Regions from separate parts of the Ovis aries genome. Here region 1 is linked to region 2. Evidence: chromatin contacts called from public Hi-C data. All regions are on one chromosome and are shown on one strand. Each heading gives the region's core, a stretch centred on a gene start, on an enhancer-like site or on the middle of the called end of the contact. The rest is flanking DNA. Distances are from core to core; before and after follow the strand shown.

The links. Hi-C and Micro-C count contacts between places; a contact is called where the count stands out from the background.
Region 1: a Hi-C map of omental adipose tissue shows a contact between it and region 2, with 2.0 times the contacts expected there. The contact joins two enhancer-like sites. A contact is called at or near these places in 7 of 16 Hi-C or Micro-C datasets (hypothalamus, liver, mesenteric adipose tissue and 4 more).

The regions. Positions count from the first base shown.
Region 1 is chr17:58,375,774-58,382,290 of ARS-UI_Ramb_v3.0, reverse strand. All of the region lies in intron 2 of LOC121816951 (a long non-coding RNA gene), which reads right to left. Among named protein-coding and RNA genes, the nearest start is that of SPRING1, 97 kb to the right of the region's middle. Within about 2 kb of position 1,755, at least 23 of the 54 cell types and tissues checked have an H3K27ac peak or open chromatin away from gene starts, as enhancers often do. A contact at or near this core is called in liver and tail adipose tissue, where this site is marked.
Region 2 is chr17:58,332,539-58,338,989 of ARS-UI_Ramb_v3.0, reverse strand. All of the region lies in intron 1 of LOC121816951 (a long non-coding RNA gene), which reads right to left. Among named protein-coding and RNA genes, the nearest start is that of SPRING1, 54 kb to the right of the region's middle. Within about 2 kb of position 2,834, at least 29 of the 54 cell types and tissues checked have an H3K27ac peak or open chromatin away from gene starts, as enhancers often do. A contact at or near this core is called in liver and tail adipose tissue, where this site is marked.

The DNA.
Region 1 (6,517 bases), core at 506-3,005, 44 kb before region 2:
TGCTGGGACCAGATTGTCCAGCCCTCGTGGATGTGATCCCAGACAGGCTCGTTTGACTTATTCAGAGAAAAACTCTGTTTTCAGCCACAAACTGCACCCCTCACCCTGGCCAAATATGTTGTAATCCTTGCTAAAGGTCCCAACAGTTATTGCCCAGGAGTCCCAAGCCCACCTTCTGGATGCCAACTCCAGAGGCTACACACATGTTCTCCACGTGCCACTGACCCCAGAGGGAGACCGCAGAGCTGGTCCAGGCTTACCCTTACAGTAAAGCAGGTTGAGCTACCAGCATATGGTAGGCACTCCATAATTGTTTGCCCAATGAATGAGTGAGCAATTGGATCGGTGGATGGATGGATGGGTGGATAAGTGATGGATGGATGGATAGATGGTTGGATGGATGGATGGCTGCATTTTCTTTAGCCATTCATCAACTGATGGCTTTGGGCTTTAGGCTTGGTTCAATTTCTACCAGGCAGGTAAAAAGAATTTTCTCTCTCTTTTCCAGTGAAATGTTTTCATCCCCATATTGACTAGAACAGCTCTCTCTTTGGGGTCGCACAGAGTCAGACACGACTGAGCAACTTCACTTTCACTTTCACCTCCATAAAACAAAAAACAAAAAAACAAAAAACAGGGTTTCCCTGGTGGCTCAGTGGTAAAGAACCCACCTGCCAATGCAGGAGAGACAGGTTCGATCTCTGGTCCAGGAAGATCTCACATGCCACGGAGCAACTAAGTCCGTGCACCGCAAGTGTCGAGCCTGAGCTCTAGGACCCGTGCTCCGCAACTAGAGGAGCCGCTGCAATGAGAGAAGCCAGCGCAATACCGCAAGGGCAGCCCCCGCTCTCCACAACTAGAGAAGAGTCCACACAGCTGTGAAGACCCAGCACAGCCAAAGATACAAACAAATAAGCATTTAAAAAAAGCAAACACAGAACTACTACTGCATGATCCATCAGTGCCACTGCTGCGTACAACTCCAAAGGAGACGAGACCAGAATCTTGAAGAGATACCTGAACTTCCAGGTCAATGAAGCATTATTCACAATAGCCATGACGTGGAAGCAACCTAAGTGTTCACTGACAGGTGAATGGCTAAAGAAAATGTGGCATATTTACACAAGGGAATATTATTAGGCCATTAAAAAAAAAAAAAAAAAAGGAGATCCTGCCATATGCAACAACGAGAACCTGGAAGACATTAGGCTCAGTGAAATTAGCCAGACCCAGAAACACGATACTGCACGGTATCACTTATGTGTGGAATCTGAAAAAGTTGACCTTGCAGAAGCAGACAGTAGAACAGTGCTTGCCAGGGGCTGGGAGAGTACAGGAGATGGGGAGATGGTGTGGTCAAGGGCACAAAACTTTCACGGTGAAGATGAATAAGTTCTGGGGATCTACTTAACACTGCTGGTTAATAGTACTGAACTCCATTCTTGAAACTTGATAAGAGTGTAGATTTCAAGTGTTCTCCCCCCAACACACACAAAATTGTAAGTATGGAAAATAAAGATAAAAGAATCCACCTCTGTCTCTTTCCTTTTATTCTGCTCTCTTACTTCATGCCTTAAAACAAGTCTGGCAGCAGCAGAACGCAGGGAGCTCATGAAGACAGTCTCTCCTTTAAAAATGACCATGATCTCACTCCTCCTCCCACCCCCGTGGAAACTGGAGCACGGCTCAAGGAGACCTGCTGTCACAGGATCCGGCTTACGGGCACAAAAGCCGGGAAATTTCAGAGCCAATCTGGGCCAGGGGAGGCCAGAGCTCGTGAGCTGGGCTGAAATGATTCTTCCAGACTGCAGAGAAGAGAGTGGCCTGCCCGCCCGCCAGCCTGCCCAGCGGCAAACAGGAAATCCCAGAATTTATAGATGACCCCGTTACAAGGCAAATGTTTTGGAACAAATTGTTCTTCTTTTTAAATCCTTGTTTTCCACTAGTTCTTCTTTCTGGATTCCCCCCTCCTTTCCACCTTCCCGCTGTCCTTGTTAAACCGGGGCCACAGCGCCACCTGCTGCCTATCGCGGGCAGAGGGCCTCCACTCGGACAGGCCCTGGGTCCTGCCCCCAGCCCCCCTGCCCTACCAGGGGTGAGTGAGCGGCTTTCTGGCTCCTGTCCCAAGGGTTTGTGCTTAAGGTCACGTACCAAGCCGCAGGAGAACTGCTCCTGTGGTTCTTACGTGACCTGAAGACTCGTGGTAAGCTGTCTCCCCACCGCCCGTCCTCTGGGAAGGCTGGTGGAAAAAGCAAGTCATGTGGTATGACCGGCCAAGGCCAGGTCTCCACTCCGCGCACACCAGCTGGGCCAGCTTTGGTCAATCATGTCAACCCAAGGAGCCTCGACTTCATCCGGGCCCAAATGCAGCAACTTCGCCCGGTGGTCTGGAAAACGTGAGGTGCACGTGCCACAGAAGATGCTCCACGGACGTTGGTCTCCTTTCTTTCTGTTTGGAGTGCTGCTCATTGGGAGGGAATAGCCAGAGAGTCTTAGGGGCAAAGCCTGCACCTCATGTTTCTCTCCTGACAGGAGAGCTCCGCACGGGCACAGCCCGCCCCGGGCACACGATGAGCCTCAGCACAGCCCCCGCGTGTGAGCTGACGACTCTGGGTGGGCTGCTTCCCCCTCTTCAGGCTTGGGTTCCTCCCCTGTATCTGGGGTGGCATTCATGCCCACAGCACAAAGCTTGCTGAGCACTGAAGTGAAAGCACATCCAGAATTTAGCGGGGAGGACTTGGAGAGTAGTAAAGTCGCCCACGACCCTAGCTGTCGTCATTATCGTGAGACGAACATGGTGCCTCACACGTGGGAAGAAGCATTTGGTAAATGAATGAATGAAAATCATCAGAGGACGTGAGGCAGAAGTTAGTCACAGTTCAGGCACCGATGTGCCATGAGATACTAAATGTCTGCACTTGACCATTCCCATCCAGAAACCTTCCTTTATTGAGTATACGATCCTCCACCCAGGACCTCAATTTTTCCACTTGTTGGATGGGCATGACATCCATCCTCCCTATTTCTGAGAGGGGATCTGTCCAGGGGTATGTGTGAAACAGCTTTGAAAAGTTTTAATAGAGTGTAGGAAGGAAGGAAGGCTTTATTTTCATTTAGGGTGGTTCCATGTGCCTGGTGGCTTCACCCTTACCCTCCAAGGGTTCCTGGGGCTCTCTGGGGGTATGTGAGGTTTCTCTTGATGCAAAGTGGTAGCCATGTCCCCGAGCCCCAAATCACTGGGTGGAGTTGGGGGAGGGGGTCAGATCAATTTTATACTACAGAGCCTGGGCTAATCAGCTCTTTTGCTACTGACCCAAGTTGAATACACTCCAAGAAGTGAGTTCCCCTCTAGGAAAGCTCCTCCTCTAACCCAGAGAGAGAATCATGCCCTATAATGCGTCTCCAATATGGCGACTAGTTGGGGAAGAGATTCGAGGCAGGAGACGGGTGGGTTGGATGACATCAGGAAGCAAGGCTGGGGGCTACCATAAGCACCGTGACAGAGTCCCAGCCTAGTCTGGAGGGTCCCAGGGAGCCACAGAGTATTCATAGCAAGGGAGGGACGTGTCCAGAAAGAGAATTTAGGCAGCCGCATGAGGGATAAATGACAGCAAGGACCACACAGCTCCTTCCATGCTATGTGGCCTAGAGGCAGGATAATCGACTATCCTGGATCACCCAGGACAGAGGGAGTTCTCAGGGCATGGGGTCTTCAGGAAAACCCAAGGAGAGTCCTAGGACGAGCCAGACATGCTAATTCAGTGTAAACAGTGCCTCCTGGAGTTGTACAGTCCCGATTCTGACTCCTGCCCTCTAAGGCAGGCTTTCCCCTCACCTCCTCACCTGCCCTCACAGATAACCTGTCTCTGGTCCCACTCCCTCTCAGTTCTATTCTGCTGAACAACAGCTAGCTTATTGGATTAATACACAGGGATGGATTGCACGCTTATCCTTTCTAGGTAAGCTTTACGCATTTAAACAAAGGCTTCTTGGAGACAATGTTTAATCCAATGGAGTGACTCTAACCATAAACATGTTTAACCCAGAAGAGGTGGGGGAGACATGGAGGTGCTAAGCGGGGAGTTGCCCACGGCGCATCCCCCGCCTGGCATCCTGTCGGCGGCGATCTATTTCACCTTGCACGGAGCCAGCTGTGTCTTCCTGGCTTTCCACTCACCCTCCTGCCCTGGCAAGGGAGCCGGCAGGAGCCCAGGCTGCTTAAATATTCTGTAAATAATGCTGACTGCGGAACTTTATAGATAGACTCACAGAATCACAGCCATAGAATCACAGAATGTCAGAGGAGAAACAGATGCTAGACATCATAGAGTCCAGGGTCAGAAAACACACCGACTCAGGCTGCCACGTCCCCCTGCCAGGCCCATGGCAGACATCACTAATCCATCATGACACCGTCTAGCTGAGCTTGTTTGTCGCCTTAGACTCCTCCGAGGCATTCCAGGAAGCAACTACCAATTATCTCGGACCTACTAATAATAGCTAAGGTTTATTGAATACACTTACTGCGTGCCTTTTTCCACACCCTTTCTCACTGTTACCACTTGAGTCACTAATTGTCTGCCAAGCCCTTTATATCAGCGTTTCTCAATCACAGCACCATTGACAAGTGGGCTGGACAATTCTGTGGTGGGGGGGGGGGTGGGCAGTGGGCTGCCCCGTGCATCCCTGGCCTCTACCCACCAGGTATCGGCAGCACTTCCCTCCCACCCCCCAACTCCCACCCAAGTCATGACAACCTAAACTATCCCCAGGCATTGTCAAATGTCCCCTGGGTGTGGGGGTCGGGGGGGGGGGCATGTCCCTCCTGGTTGATAACTGTTTATAGAGTTTCTCTAATCTTCATAATACTCCCCTGAATTTGTATTATATGGGTGAAGAAACCAAGGCCAAGAAAGGGCTCAAGACAAGTTGGTGACAAAAGCAGGATGCAGGGCCCAAATTCCCCTCCGAGGACTCTTCCTCCTCCAGCCATTCGGGAAATTCCGTTCGGGTTCATTGTCTTCGGCTGCAGATTCCCAGGGGAAGGAGTGGAACCTGCGAGGCTGAGAAAAACCAGATGCCTAATCGATGCTCCCCCACGTATGACGAGGGCGCTGGAGGAGGACAGGGCCTGGCTTGGCAACCATCTTGGGCTTACCTCCCCTGAAAATGGCCCTGGGTTGTGGAGGCAGCTCCCCACCCCGGGGAGGAGAGGGTGTCTGGGAGCCTGCAAAGCTTGCCAGCGGCTCAGAGACTGTTAGAGAAGGGGGAGCAGCAATAGCGATAATACCCTCCTTCCCGCCAACACTGACAAGGCTCTCCCCACTTCATGAGGAGCACGTGAAACCCGGCTTTGCCCCCAGAGGTTTGGGATTGAAATTCTGACAGTTTGGACATATAGCCCGTGGGCAATGTTTCCCTTCTCCGGGGGCTTGTGTCTGTGCCAAGAATTCCTAACAAAGGCGGAGGGGGGTGGAGATTAATTAATTGTAACCCATTTAAAAAAAGGGAGGGGGCTCACGAAACTGACTGGTAAGATGCTAAGAAACTGTCCATTTTTCTCCTTGGTAGCGATGAAAATGTCGTGAGTTTCTACACACATATTTTACAGACGTTCCATAAATCCTCTCGCTGTGCTTCTTCCCTATAAGTAAGGTCCCCTGGGAGGTCATTGAGTTTCCTCACTACGTGTATTCAAGAGAAAATTGGATGTAACACTTAGAGTAGGCAGCGGTCGGTCGGGGGAGGAAAGGGGAGGGCGTCTGAGGAGAGAACGTGGACCCAAAGTTCAGTGCCAAGGACAGCGACACCCCTTGTCTTGGAAATTCCTGACATTTCCAAACTGTCTTTGGCTACTAGTGCACAAATAATCTCTTTGTACTATCTTTTTATTCCTTTTACGTATTTATTTCCAACCACAAAAGTAATACTTTTTTTTTTTTGCACAAAATCTGAAAGAGGAGAGGAAAGTAGAAACAAAACAGGACCCCCACCCCCACCTCCCGCAAAAAAAAACACACACACACAAAAACCCCCACCTTGGACCCCAAGATTTTTTGCTTTGTTCTGTTTTGTTTTGAAGATTTTCCTGGGCAGTTTGGTAGCATCATTTCAGCCACAGTAGTCCCACCTTCAGTGTGTGTGACAGGCACTCAGGGAGCTTGTTAAAACTGCAGAATCCCCAAGCCTGTACTCCCAAGAGTGGGGGAGGTTGTAGGTCGGGTTGGGTCCCACAGATCTGCGTTTTTAATAAAACCCTTGGGTGACTCTGATGCGGGCGGACATTGGACCACACTTTGAGAAATAATGAGTTTCAGGTTTTTCAGACCCTCCGCAAATCAGAGATGTGAAAATCCAGATTTAAAACAAAAATTGGGGTGGTGGAGGCAGGGGGGCGGTGAGGATTTGTTTTCTGGAAGGGCTCAGCTTAAACAGGCATTTCCCTTAGTGCTGCTAACATATGATTCCGTTCACACTCGGTGATTCAGCGACGCAGCCCGGACTTCATCCGCGCACT
Region 2 (6,451 bases), core at 1,585-4,084:
TGGAACCAACCCAAATGCCCATCAACTAGGTGAATCTATAAACAAATTGTGAAATGCTGTTCAACGGTAAAAGGAAATAAACTACTAATACATGTAACAATGTGGCTGAATCTCATAAACCAGTAAAAAGAAGGCAGACACAAGAGTACGCACTGTTTGATTCCATTACCTGGAATCATACAAATTGTAAAAGTGGAGTGACAGAGAGCAGATCAGTGGTTGCCTGAGGGCAGAGGTGAAAGGGGACTGACTTCTTCCAAAAGCTGGAAGGGATTTGGAGGGGTGGAGTGTTGGAAATACTCTATACTTTGATTGAAGTGATGGTTATCCGGTCGCAGACATTTGTCAGAACGTCAGCCCATACACTTGAAATGAGTGCTATTTATTGTGTGAAAATTACACCTCAATAAAGTTGACTAAAAGAATAATAAAGGTAAAGTCAAAGATCACCTTGATACTTTGGGAGCGTAAGGAGACTTGGCTGGGCTGTGGTTTAATCCTGCTTGGTGTTACAGCAGGCGACATCATTGCGGTGTTTTGTTGACACGCAGCTAGAGACCAGGACTCTGAGTTTTTCTCCGCTGACTTATGAGTGTGTCTTTCCAGTGCTCAGTAAATGATGACAGGAAGAGGTTTGAGATCAATTCTCATCTTGTGTGCTCTGCAGCAGGGAACTCTGATTGTGATTCACAACATTCTCTCAGTGTCAGCTTCTCTTTGAAAACACAGAGAGTGAAAAATGTGTCCTTTACTTGAAAGAGGGAGGCCAGTTTGGGTAAGCACCAGCCGGAGTCAAGAGCTGCTGAGCACAGGCTCTGACTGGGAAGAGTTGTGACACTCACTCTTCCTCACCGATCTGCAAACCAGGAGCCCTGGTGGGGCCTGCTGGACTCCGCGTGAGGAACCTGACCTATTGGGAGGTGACAGTCTCATTGACTGATTCTCTCCCACCTCGGCTCATGTCACAGACTCATAGGGCCTGTCAGCGCCAAAAAAATGCCCACAAGTTTCCCCCCATTCTCAGGCCTGATGCTATGTAAGCCTAAACCATCCTGCAGGTGAGAGGATGGCTTGTCCTGCGTCTTGGGTAACCAGCTGCTGTGTTGACAGCAAACAACTGCGTGAGCTGTTGAAAGAGTGAGGGACGACCGGAGGCCCAGATGCGGCCAATCCAGGAGCCAGTATCCGTCCACCGGTCCTCCTGGGGCCCAAGCGGCCACCACATGAGGGCCCCGATGGCCAGGGAGAATCCAGCAGGTGCCACAGGACCAGTCAATAAGGTCAGGATTCAGTCCAGCTGGTGCTGCTAGCGGGGAAGCAAAGGACGAGGAGGCAATGTGGACTTCTGCCTCAGCCACCCAGGGATTCAGTCCTCCCCCCACATCCCACTCCACTCAATACCTCCCATGTGTATTTTTTGACTTAGATAATTCTCATTGCCTCAAAAGCCTGCAAAGTGCTATTTTCAACACTGCTTCAGGACGAGTTATCAATGTGCGTCTCTGAGGTAGAATATTCTGGAGCCACCAGTGTTCTTTTCTTTTTCACGTTGTTCTTATGGCCTGTGTTTCTCTACCTAGAAACTCAGTCTCTGCCCTCATTCCACCCTGTCCCGTTCTTTGAGTTCAATGTCTATCTCCCTATAAGATGGAAAGCCCTCTGAGGACAAGTGCTTTATCTCTCTTCTTCCTTGTTAGACAACAGGGCTGAGCTCACTGACTGGTATATAATCAATATTCAGTAGCCTAACTGCCCCCCTCCTCAACCATATTCCCTGCTGGGGGGCAGTGGGAAGCCTTCCCTGTGTTATTTGGGGAAGCAAGACCCACAGGTTCCAGCAGCAGAGAGGATCTCAGTCCTTAATACCAATGAACACTTGCAAATAGTCCCAGGACTCTTCCTGACCTTTTAAACCCTCTGCCAGATGCCACAGCTCAGTTCGGACTCAGGAACCACCTGCGACAGTGGGACCTTGGGCTCCCCTTGTTCACCCCATTCCCCAGAGGCAGCGATGACACAACTTTAGAGTCCCAAGATTTTCACCAGACTCACCCCACCTCCGACCCCTGGGAGACCAGATTTAACTCACTTGAAATCAAAGTTTCTTTATATGTCTTTTGGCAGGGGATGGGGGCGAGTGGGTGTGGGAACCCTAAAGGAGATGTTCTAATGAACTTATTTTCCTTCATTTAAGGGTAGGGAGATTTTAGGTCATTTTAAATATTCCTTCTCCGTTTTACTAAAGCTTTGTTTGTTTTCCCAGCAGATCTACTATGATAATTAACTAAGCTCCCTAGACTCCTCTCCCCAGGTGCCACTAGTCATAAAGAACCTGCTTCTCAAGGCAGGAGACATAAGACGCGGGTTCGATCCCTGAGTTGGGAAGATGCCCTGGAGAAGGGAATGGCAACCCACTCCAGTATTCTTGACTGGAAAATCCCAAGAACAGAGGAGCCTGGCTGGCTACAGTCCAGTCACAAAGAGTCGGACAAGATTGAAGCGACTTAGCACACACAGACTTCTCGTGAGAGGGACGTGGTTTTACTAGGCCGTGAACCCCTTGTGGATATTCATGGCTTTTGATCCTTTTTTAAAAGATTGAAAATCGTTGGTATAGAAGCAGCAGCAGAATCTCCGTAAGCAAAAGGCTTGTGTTCAAATCCCAGCTCCACACCTTCAAAATGAAGTAACTCTGGGCAGGCTATTTATGTCATGTTGGAAGATCTGTAGAGGGCTGTTGAAGGGTGTTTCTACATGGAAGCCCTCCTGGGCTACCAGGTCAGAGGGCACTCATGTTCTTCGGAAACTCCAGCCCAATGCCCTTAGGCAGTGGCATCTGCTCTCTTCACCCACAAGTGCAGGTGAGTCTGTCCTACAGACGAGGAAACAGGCCAAGGGAGGTTACCGAACATCCCTGATAATGATAGAGAGGGGCTGAATCTTGCAAGCAGAAGGGAAGAGGAAAAGAAAAAAAAAAATCCAAACCCCAAATCATGCTTCTTTGTTCGCCTTCTGGAACTCAGACTCCCGACTTGCCAGAGCGAGCATTGCGTTGAGTCCTGGAATGTTTTTCGAGACGAAGATAGCTTCCCCATCCTGTCGTGTTTTTCACTCTCCCCTGACTCCCACCTGCTTGTTGCTGTCTGCTGGTGTCACACCTTCTGCACACTCGGAGCTCAGAGCTGAGCCGGGCTGGGTGAAACCGGGGCTCCATCTGCCCGCGTGCTTGCTGGGGGGTGTCTGAAGGTAACTTTGTGCCGGCACCCTTTGCCAGGAGGCTGAGAAGCCTTCTGCAGTGCCACCCGGCTCCCATCCACTCTCGGCAGAAGAAGTCGGTACCAAATCCAGCCCCTGGTGCCACTCAGCCAGATGGCAGGGGAAGCAAAACAAAAGTGACCTTGTTAGCAGACTGTGTCTTCCCCGGGAGAAGCTATTTTTGTTGTGGTTGTGAACTGAAGTTGTCTCGGCTGAGTTCTCCTTCCCTGCAAGGCTGTGGAATGTTAATTTGTTCCAAAGTTCAGTATTTTGATTAGAACCAGGAGTGCCAGATTTTGTCAGAAATATTTTGGAATGGGGTAGGCTCATGCGCGCTCACTCTTGCCGGCTCGCTCTCTCCCTCTCCCTCTCTCTCTTGGCCGCTGTACAAAGTAAATGTTGCTGCAGCAGCTGCTCTGGGGCAACAGCCCAGCACAAATCGGAGCTGAGGGGTGAACCCGCTCCTCCCTGCATGCGGCCATGACCTCATCGCCACAGAGGCACCAGGACTGGGGACAGACGTGAGACCATACTATCAGGACACACCCTCGGTTCGTGTGGAAATTGCCGAGAGCCCGACCCAGAGCCTGAAACACAGTAAAGAAATGTGTGCTGGAGGAAAACATGAGCTCCTCCAAGGCTCAAGGCCGGCAGAATTTCTGTAGCCAAGAGGTCACATTCAATGTTTGAATTCACATCAAAGGTTTTGGACTCCCAAAACCCTCCAGGTCTTTATCTTTGGTTCTTTTCCCCGACCATCTTCACTTCTCTCTCTCTTATGAGTTATGAACCCAAGTCCTGTACAAGTATATTCTGTATTGCAGAATAAACACAGATAAGATGAAAGTGCCCACCAACCTCCAGCCCCAGTCTTAGCCTGTAGGCCTTTTTGGGACGTAATGAGGTGCAGGCCCTTCGCCACTGCCTCATGGTGATTTGATTGTATCAAACCTATTACTTGTCGTCAGTCTGGTGGATGAAAATCGGCTTTTGATTTTGGATTTGATTTTTTTGTTTGTTTGTTTTATAGCATAAGAGTAGTTAAAAGCATGGACTTTGAACCCAGCTTCCCTGTGATCTGATCCTAGCCTAGTAGTAGAAGTAGCAGCAACAGCAGCTGTGTGGACAGGTTACTCAACCTGGCTGAGAGTCCATTTCCTCGTGTGTGGGATAGGAAGGTTTCAGTGTTTAGTTCCAGGGGGTTTGGGGGTGTTGAATGGACTTACACAAGCAGAGTATTCAGATCGGGCTGGCCCGTGCAGCACCCTGGGTTGGGGGGTGGGGGCGGTTATCATCAGCACCATGATCTCCCTGGTCACACATACCCCCGGCCCCACACCATCCCTTTCAATTTTGGGCTCAACGATTTCCTAGGTCTCCCAGGTTCCGCACCACACAGAACTTTGGAGCAGGGATTTCTGGGCTTTTGTTCCAGCCTCCATGCGAAGAGAGAACAAATACTTGGGGAGGAGCAACTTTCCTGCTTCTTCCAGCTGGGACAACGAAAGTCTCACGGAGGCAGCCAGGATGAGCATCCTACAGGACAGCTCCCCTCTCCCTCTCCAGGGCCTGCGCTGACCCCGAGGGCAGCAGTTGAGGAGGATTCCAAAGTACAGTAGGGATGCTGACAGGGAGCCCATGCTCTGCTGCGAACATAAGGGAGTGGTGGTGCCTGCTCTTTCCTGTTCCTGCTGCCCCCGCTCACCTCCCGCCCTTTCTACCCCGCCACCAACCACCACTGGTTTGCCTGCCATCAGTGAGAGGAAGGGATAAAAGCTCTGCTGAACCCAGGGTGCTCAGGCTTTGCTTCTGGGACCGTTTGTAGATCCTACCTCCACTTGATCTACAGTTTCCTGGGTACGGTCATCTCCAGCAGACAAAGCTGGACGCCCTGGCCACTCCCTCATCCACACTGTGGCCAATGTGGAGGCTTGGTGGGACCCTTGAGTGGGTGTTCACAGCAACACAGCCCCCAGACAATAACCGTTTAGAAGCACTAGTAGGCCTGCAGTGAAGACCAGCTCTTTGAGATGCCTGTGTACTCCAGGCCTTGGATCGATCCTTGGAAGGGAGGAGCAGGTGTGCGTGCTATATACACAGAGGCGGGCGCTGCAGTTCCAGGCTGAGGCTCCTCAGGAGCCCGGCCAGCTCCGCTCTCCCTCTCATTTCCCTCTGCAGGGCCAGGGAACCGTGGGGGTGCTGCAGGCTGACATCTGCTGCTACACACACCTGTGCTAGATGCCTTCCATGCAGACCAACTGTCTGTCCTTCTTCCTCTCTTCCCTCCAGCAGCTCTTCCTCCCTTTTCCCCCAAGGGGGCCTTTCAAATGGGTGTGCAAACTGCAGGCAGATGCTCAGGGTGCTTCCTGGACTGTCCAGGTACAGGGCAGCCAGCACTTCATCCTCGGCACCTGGGCAGCCAGGTCCCGAGCCTCCGGAGAGCTCACAGGTGGGTGAGCTCACCTGTGAGCTTTGGGAAAACCCAGTAGGAACAAAGTACACGCTAGTCAAGCAGATCCAATGGGCAAAGTGTCTCTACCCTGCACGGTGACACTTCTCGTCGGTTTGAAGATTTCTGTCCTCCGTTGGCTCTAAGTTGACAACCAGAAGAAGAGGGGCACATATATTGGATCACCCGGAGTGTTTTCTTCCTCATTTACTTCTTTTTATTATTTTTGGTTGTGCTGGGGCTTTGTTGCTGTGTGCAGCCTTACAGACTCTGGGTACGTGGGCTTCAGTAGTCGCAGCAAGTGGGCTCAGTGGTTGCGGCATATGGGCTTAGTTGCTCCTCAGCATGTGGAATCTTCCCGGACCAGGGGTCAAACCCATGACCCTTGCATTGAGAGGTGGATTTTTATCTACTGTACCACCAGGTATGTCCTCACCTGGAGCTTTTTCCAGATTCACCTGGCCAGTCTGCACACCTCCCACTCCCAGGCAAACTGGGGAGAGGAGTTAGTTGAAAGATGTCCCTAGGGCCAAGGTAATACTAACAGACCCCTTCTCTACCACCACCACTGCTATCCTTGTGCGTTTAAGCTCTGATTTAAAAATCAGTAGTTACTGACACAATGGGGGAAAGGATGGTCTTTTCAACAAACGGTGGTGAGAAAACTGGATATCCATAAGCAAAAGAATGAAGCTAAAGAGGTATCTAAACGTGGGATGTCTCAGAGTCTTTAAATGCCAAAGTGCA